Linked DNA regions of Oncorhynchus mykiss: region 1 is linked to region 2. A link is a contact called in public Hi-C data. All regions are on one chromosome and are shown on one strand. The core of a region is the stretch at or near the end of the contact, and the rest is flanking DNA. Distances in the headings are between cores, read along the strand shown. Region 1 holds the start of LOC110529713 (trans-L-3-hydroxyproline dehydratase). Region 2 holds the start of LOC110529712 (disheveled-associated activator of morphogenesis 1).

Region 1 (3,652 bases), core at 1,064-3,563, 130 kb before region 2:
AAGGACACCAATAATAAGAAGATACTTGCTTGGGCCAAGAAATACGAGCAATGGATATTAGACCGGTGGAAATTTGTCCATTGGTATGGAGTCCAAATTGGAGATTTTTGGTTCCAATCACTGTGTTTTTGTAAGTGCGGTGTGGGTGAATGGAGGATCTCTGATTGTATATTTCCCACTATAAAGCATGGAGGAGGAGGTGTTTAGGTGTGGGGGTGATTTACTGGTGACACTGTCTGTGATTTATTTAGAATTCAAGGCACACTTAACCAGCATGGCTACCACAGCATTCTGCAGTGATACGCAATCAATCTGTTTTGGGCTTAGTGGGACTATCATTTGTTTTTCAACAGGAAAATGACTCAACACACCTCCAGAAAGTGTAAGGTCTATTTTACCAAGAAGGAGAGTGATGGAGTGCTGCATCAAAAAAACATTATAGAGTAAAGATAGATATAGATTTTTAGACATAACATGTAGTATTTTCAGCTTTTAATATCCGTTTTTCAAAATTTGATGTTTTTTTAAAATATTTCTCACAAAAACAAGCTTACCATTGTGAAATGACAACTGAGCGTACCGCAAGCGTTCTATTTTCAATGCCTTTTACATTTAACCGTTTACATTTAATTCAGTTCGTGTGATGTTAATTTAGCTTTTTGCGAACGCGGAAACAACTTTGCAGACGAACACCACAACATGTAAAATCCTCAAAAATCGCTCTGTCAACAGGACTTGGTGCTTGTTATTGGATGTATGAATCGTGACACATGAATCGCAGCAAATTGTTTCAATTTCAGCATTGGTGTAAAGTACTCTAGTAAAAATACATTAATACTAATTAAATCGTTTTTGGGGGTATCTGTACATTACTATTTATATTTTTGACAGCTTTAACCTCACTACTTTTACTAAAGAAAACAATGTACTTTTTACGCTAAATGTTTTCCCTGACACCCAGAAGTACTCCTTACATTTTGAATGCTTTGTAAATGATATCTGAGTGTTGGAGTGTGCCCCTGGCTATCTTTCATTAAAAAAAACACAAGAAAATGTTGCAGCCTGGTTTGTTTAATATAAGGAATTTGAAATGCTGTGTACTTTTACTTTTGATACTTAAGTATATTTTAGCAATTACATGTACTTTTTATACTTAAGATATCTTTACTTTTACTCAAGTATGACAATTGGGTACTTTTTACGCCACTGCATTTCAGTCTTGTCTTTGGTCATGTTCGCATTGGTCAAACAAACAAAAAACTGGTTTAGTTGACAATAGAGCCTCCCACAATGCAGGTGATGGATGCAGGATGAAGTTGTTGAAAAGCAACTACGGAACTTGGGCTGAATCACAAATCACCCCTTCCCCTCAGCCTTCCATTTGAGCCTTCACATGTGCCTTTGCCATCTGCTCAGGTGTCCCAAAGCTGAGGGAGTAAAAATGATCTAGACAGCAGGGCTGCAGGTTTCAGAGAGAAGTGTTATCACAACAAACACTGCATATGTTTGGAGTTTGCACAATTTAATCCAAAATAATGGAGAGGAGTGCCTAATTATGTGTCACATGCTTATATGTCTGATTTATTGACTTGACACATTTAACAGATATACTTCCCAAATTAAATGTTTAACAGTTACGGAGGTTAATATCTTGTAAAACAATTTCATTCTCGTTTTATTATTTAAAAGTGGAACATGAATTGCATCGATCAAGTCGGGAGTGTGTCCAGAAGTTAATGTGTTTATTAAAGCCCATCGCCACTCTCTGTTAAATCATCCTTGGAGTTTCTTCACAACACTTTGGGATTCACCGCTGCAGTCATGACCTTTGATCACATGATTTGTGTAACGTTCATGCAGTCAACATGTAGGCGTACGTTTTTAAAAAAGTGCCCCAGAATGCAACACACTTTGAAAGACGGTGACCAACGATGGTAAAGGACTTGACAAAATTGATCCGCTCGAATGCGTCCATGACCTTCAGAAAGGGATACTGTTTCGTGTAAACAAAACCTATCACCGGCCCCAAACCAGCCATGCAAATGCATGTTGATTTCGTCTATCCACACCAGTACCCAATCATTTCCTTTTAAGTTTGGGCGTAGTAGAGTTTGCAATGTAAAACTGACTCAAATAGAATCAAGGTCTTTGGAAAGTGTTAACAGCGCTGCCTGCTGGAAATATCACGTGGCAACACTGCTACAGGCCAATAAATACCAGTCTCAATATTGAATGAGTTCTTACTGGTATAAAATAATTGAAATCCCAAATTCTTGTTTTCATTAATCATATTTGCTTGCAATAATATTAGAAGCCATTGATTAAAAAAATAATTATTTTTGACTTTTATTTTGAAGTTTGCATTTGAATACCGGAAAGAAAGGAACGGAAATTTAAGCAGCGTTCCATGAACGTAAATAGCAGGATTGGATCTAAGAAAGTAGGTAAACAACTCTACGCATGCCCTACAGCACTCTAATAGCATAGTTCGAACTACTTTTAACTTCATAGGCTACCTTGAAAAACGGGTTTGAATGGTGTTTCATACGGTCTATCTGTAGGTGTTATTATATATTTTTTACTCAATTCAATACACTTCATTCTGAACTGAACAAAAATATAAAGGCAACATGCAACAATTTCAAAGATTTTACTGAGTTACAGTTCACATAAGAAAATGAGTCAACATAAATACATTTGTTAGGCCCTAATCTATGGATTTAACATGACTGAGAATACAGATTTGTATCTGTTGGTCACAGATACCTTAAAAAAAGGTAAGGGCGTGGATCAGAAAACCAGTCAGTCTGTGGCGTGACCACAATTTGCTTCATGCAGGGCCACACATATCTTTAGCATATAGTTAGTTGATCAGGCTGTTAATTGTGGCCTGTGGAATGTTGCCCCACTCCTCTTCAATGGCTGTGTGAAGTTGATGGATATTGCGGGGAACTGGAATGCGCAGTCGTACACGGCGATTCAGACAATCCCAAACATGCTCAATGTTGCCCCACTCCTCTTCAATGTCTGTGTGAAGTTGATGGATATTGCGGGGAACTGGAATGCGCAGTCGTACACGGCGATCCAGACAATCCCAAACATGCTCAATGGGTGGCACGTCTGAGTATGCAGGCCATGGAAGAACTGGGACATTTTCAGCTTCCAGGACTGGTGTACAGATCCTTGCGACATGGGGCAATGTATTAATCATGCTGAAACATGAGGTGATGGCGGTGGATGAATGGCACGACATTGTGCCTCAGGATCTGGTCATGGTATCTCAGTACATTCAAATTGCCATAGATAAAATGCAATTGTGTTAATTGTACGTAGTTTATGCCTGCCCATACCATAACCCCACCGCCACGATGGGGCACTCTTTTTACAACGTTGACATCATCAAACTGTTTGCTAACAACGCCATACACGTGGTCTGCGGTTGGACGTACTGCCAAATTCTCCAAAATGACGTAGGTGGCTTATGGTAGCGCAATGAACATTACATTTTCTAGCAACAGCTCTGGTGGACATTCTTGCAGTCAGCATGCAAATTGCACGCTCCCTCAATTTGAGACATCTAACGGCAAAGTCTCCTTTAGTTTTGTTCTGTTACCAAACTTCGTATCTGCACAGTTCTTCCTTTGAAAGTGTT
Region 2 (3,536 bases), core at 991-3,490:
AAATCAAAAACTGAAAAATTGGGCGTGCAAAATTATTCAGCCCCCTTAAGTTAATACTTTGTAGCGCCACCTTTTGCTGCGATTACAGCTGTAAGTCGCTTGGGGTATGTCTCTATCAGTTTTGCACATCGAGAGACTGAAATTTTTTCCCATTCCTCCTTGCAAAACAGCTCGAGCTCAGTGAGGTTGGATGGAGAGCATTTGTGAACAGCAGTTTTCAGTTATTTCCACAGATTCTCGATTGGATTCAGGTCTGGACTTTGACTTGGCCTTTTACTGAGGAGTGGCTCCCGTCTCACCACTCTACCATAAAGGCCTGATTGGTGGCGTGCTGCAGAATGGGAGAAACTTCCAGAAGGACAACCATCTCCACAGAGGAACTCTGGAGCTCTGTCAGAGTGACCATTGGGTTCTCCCTGACCAAGGCCCTTCTCCCCCGATTGCTCAGTTTGGCCAGGCGGCCAGCTCTAGGTAGAGTCTTGGTGGTTCCGAACTTCTTCAATTTAAGAATAATGGAGGCCACTGTTCTTGGGGACCTTCAATGCTGCAGACATGTTTTGGTACCCTTCCCCAGATCTGTGCCTCGACACAATCCTGTCTCAGAGCTCTACGGACAATCCCTTTGATCTCATGGCTGGGTAAGTAAGGAATTTGTTTTTTTTCTGCTTTGTCATTATGGAGTATTGTGTGTAGATTGCTGAGGATTATTATTATTTGAAATCAATTTTAGAACAAGGCTGTAAAGTAACAAAATGTGGAAAAGGTCAAGGGGTCTGAATACTTTCCGAAAGCACGTGACTAGACAACAGGATAGATACTAAGCAGCGCATGTGAAGAGTCACACGGAACCCAAACCGGCTGCACGCGTGCGCCATCGTGCATAAATGTATTTTGTCTCCCTACACCAAATGCGACCACGACACGCAGGGTAAAATATCAAAACAAACTCTGAACCAATGACATTAATTTGGGGACAGGTCAAAAAGCATTAAACATGTATGGCAATTTAGCTAGTTAGCTTGCACTTGCTAGCTAATTTGTCCTATTTAGCTAGCTTGCTGTTGCTAGCTAATTTGTCCTGTGATATAAACATTGACTTGTTATTTTACCTGAACTGCACAAGGTTGTTTTCCCTGAACTCTACTCTGACAAATTAATCCACACATAAAACGGCCAACCGAATCGTTTCTAGTCATCACTCCTCCTTCCAAGCTTTTTCATGTTGAACTTATATGGTGATCAATCTAAGCTTTCATAGTATTACCACGACTACCAGCAAAAAAGTTTGTCTTTCAATGGGTACCTGCTTCTATAAACCAATGAGGAGATGGGAGAGGCAGGACTTTCAGCTCGATCTGCGTCAGAAATAGGAATTACTTATATTTTAGCCCTTGGCATCGCAGACGCTCGTTGGCGCAATAATTGAATAACATGGATTTCTACACTTATTTAGCGACGCTCGCGCACGCGACGTGTCCGGTCTGGTCAGCGTGTCAGAGTTAACACTAAAAAGGGTCAATGCAGATAGTTAACCAATAGCTAGCCGGACTAACTACCGGTATGTACCAGTCTCCTCTGCTACGCCAAACAGTACCTAACCTGTAACGGCTAATGGAGCATCAAATTAGCCCGTTACAGCTACTAAACCAATTGAGTAGGCGTTTATCTACGTGGGTGTTTATCTTACATGAGATGCAAACAGCACCTGCAAATTACTGACAGGCTTTGCCAACTCGAACGACATCGAAACTGTTGATAATAAACAATTGATCACAGAGGCTCTCCTGAGCGTCGAACTTCAACACTAGGTATACAAGTTGTGGAAATAAGAGTATAGAAAAAGTTAACACAGCAACAACAAATACGCAGGATGTAACCACGTTACACATCAACAGAAGGAAATGCGTCCTAAATGCAGTTGTCTCTGATCACTCTAGCCGGTGTCACTGCATCTTTCTGCAAGACAAACAGCACAATAGAATTTCTAAGGGGCCTATCGAAGGTTCTGCACGGATGATGAGCGTATTCAAGAAACTCGTTCAAAAGTCTGCACCAAAAGCATTCTTACCTCGTGTGGGTGCACATTTTTCTGATGATATCCACAAGTACTCCCAGCAAACAATGTACTGTTTAATATTAAGCTACCGGTAGACTCAGTATTTTTGGGATAATCTCAATTGCATAGGCATTCTCCTCGCCTCCTACTCAAAAGCCATTGGATTTTTAAAAAAGAGGTCCCGCCCTTCTGACCTTATCCTCCAATCGGGTTTAATAAGGAGGCGAGGAGATAAGAGAGGAGAGAGGACGCGAGGAGAATTCAATAGAGATTGTCCCAGTGACATCATCCCCTTTGCGATTATCAAAAAGCCAATGTGCATGCTTATAGCGATAAGCGTTTTCTGGGAACTGTAGTTGGCCAATGCTACCATCTAGCTTTCTCTCGTGAGTATTACAAACACATGATATTATTTACCCTTGAAGAGCTTCACTGGGCGGATTCGATTATGCTGAGCAGCAGGGCGCCGGTCTATGGCCCGTGACGTGAACGGGCAAAAACGGTGAGGAGCACCATTCTCAAATCGATCAGTAATCTGCGCCACTCGGCAATGTTGTCAACAAGGCAGCATATTTTGAGCCGATTTAGCCGTGGGCTTTGAGCGGGACAGCCCTGTTATGAAACGAATGCAACAACACGCGTAACCGGGCGCCCGAGACAGGTTAATCGAATCATCTCACTGCTATATCTTTCTGTTGTGGCTTTTGATACATTTTCCCAGGTTTATCAAAATTCCTAGGCTAAAATGCCTATTATAATAATCAATAAAGCAACATGTTTTTATGTTAGGCTATCTGCTCTCAATATTGTGACAGTATGTTCTTGTTTATAAGTCAGTAACAACACCAAAGTAGTTGTAGAACTTGGTTACTATCTCAAGTCAATTTATTGCCAAGCTAATCAACTGATTTCATATTTTCACAACCTGCAATTTTCAAGAAATGTATAATGCATAGCAAAAAACTGTATATTGATCATGCAATCTGTCTACAAGAACCTCTACTAAGGGAGCTGGGTTGTGAAATAAAATAATTATCCAATAAACTTTATTCTAAAAAAATGTTTTTAAATTCAACATGGCCTCTTAGCCATACAGCTTTTAGGTTATTCCACAAATAGTGTCTTTCAAATCAAATGTTATTGGTCGCATACATATATTTCACAGATGTTATTGCGGATGTAGGAAAATGCTTGTGTTCCTACTTCCAACAGTGCAGTTATATCTAGCAATACACAATAATATACACAAATCTAAAAAAGTGCTATTAATGGAATTCTGAAATAAGAAATATGAGGATGAGCAATGTCGGCTTCCAGTGTGTGTCTTGGGATATGCTACATATTCTATCCATATTGCCTATATATCTGAAGAATACGTAGGGTAGAATAGCATATGTACATCAATAGTTAAACAGGATAGGCCTTGACTAGAATATACAGTATATACATATGAAATGGGTATAGCTGTATGTAAACATTA

What was found. A called contact is a pair of places that touch in the nucleus more often than the background predicts.
Region 1: a Hi-C map of liver shows a contact between it and region 2, with 5 times the contacts expected there. The contact joins the promoter of LOC110529713 here to the promoter of LOC110529712 in region 2. A contact is called at or near these places in 2 of 3 Hi-C or Micro-C datasets (blood and liver).

Annotation. Positions count from the first base shown.
Region 1 is chr8:26,595,399-26,599,050 of USDA_OmykA_1.1, reverse strand. It overlaps LOC110529713 (trans-L-3-hydroxyproline dehydratase), which reads left to right and starts at 2,313. Exons shown (of 6, transcript XM_036985193.1): 1 at 2,313-2,440. The coding sequence starts at 2,408. LOC110529714 (potassium channel subfamily K member 1) reads left to right here. Exons shown (of 3, transcript XM_021612175.2): 3 at 1-21.
Region 2 is chr8:26,464,884-26,468,419 of USDA_OmykA_1.1, reverse strand. LOC110529712 (disheveled-associated activator of morphogenesis 1) reads right to left here and starts at 2,240. Exons shown (of 26, transcript XM_021612170.2): 1 at 2,069-2,240.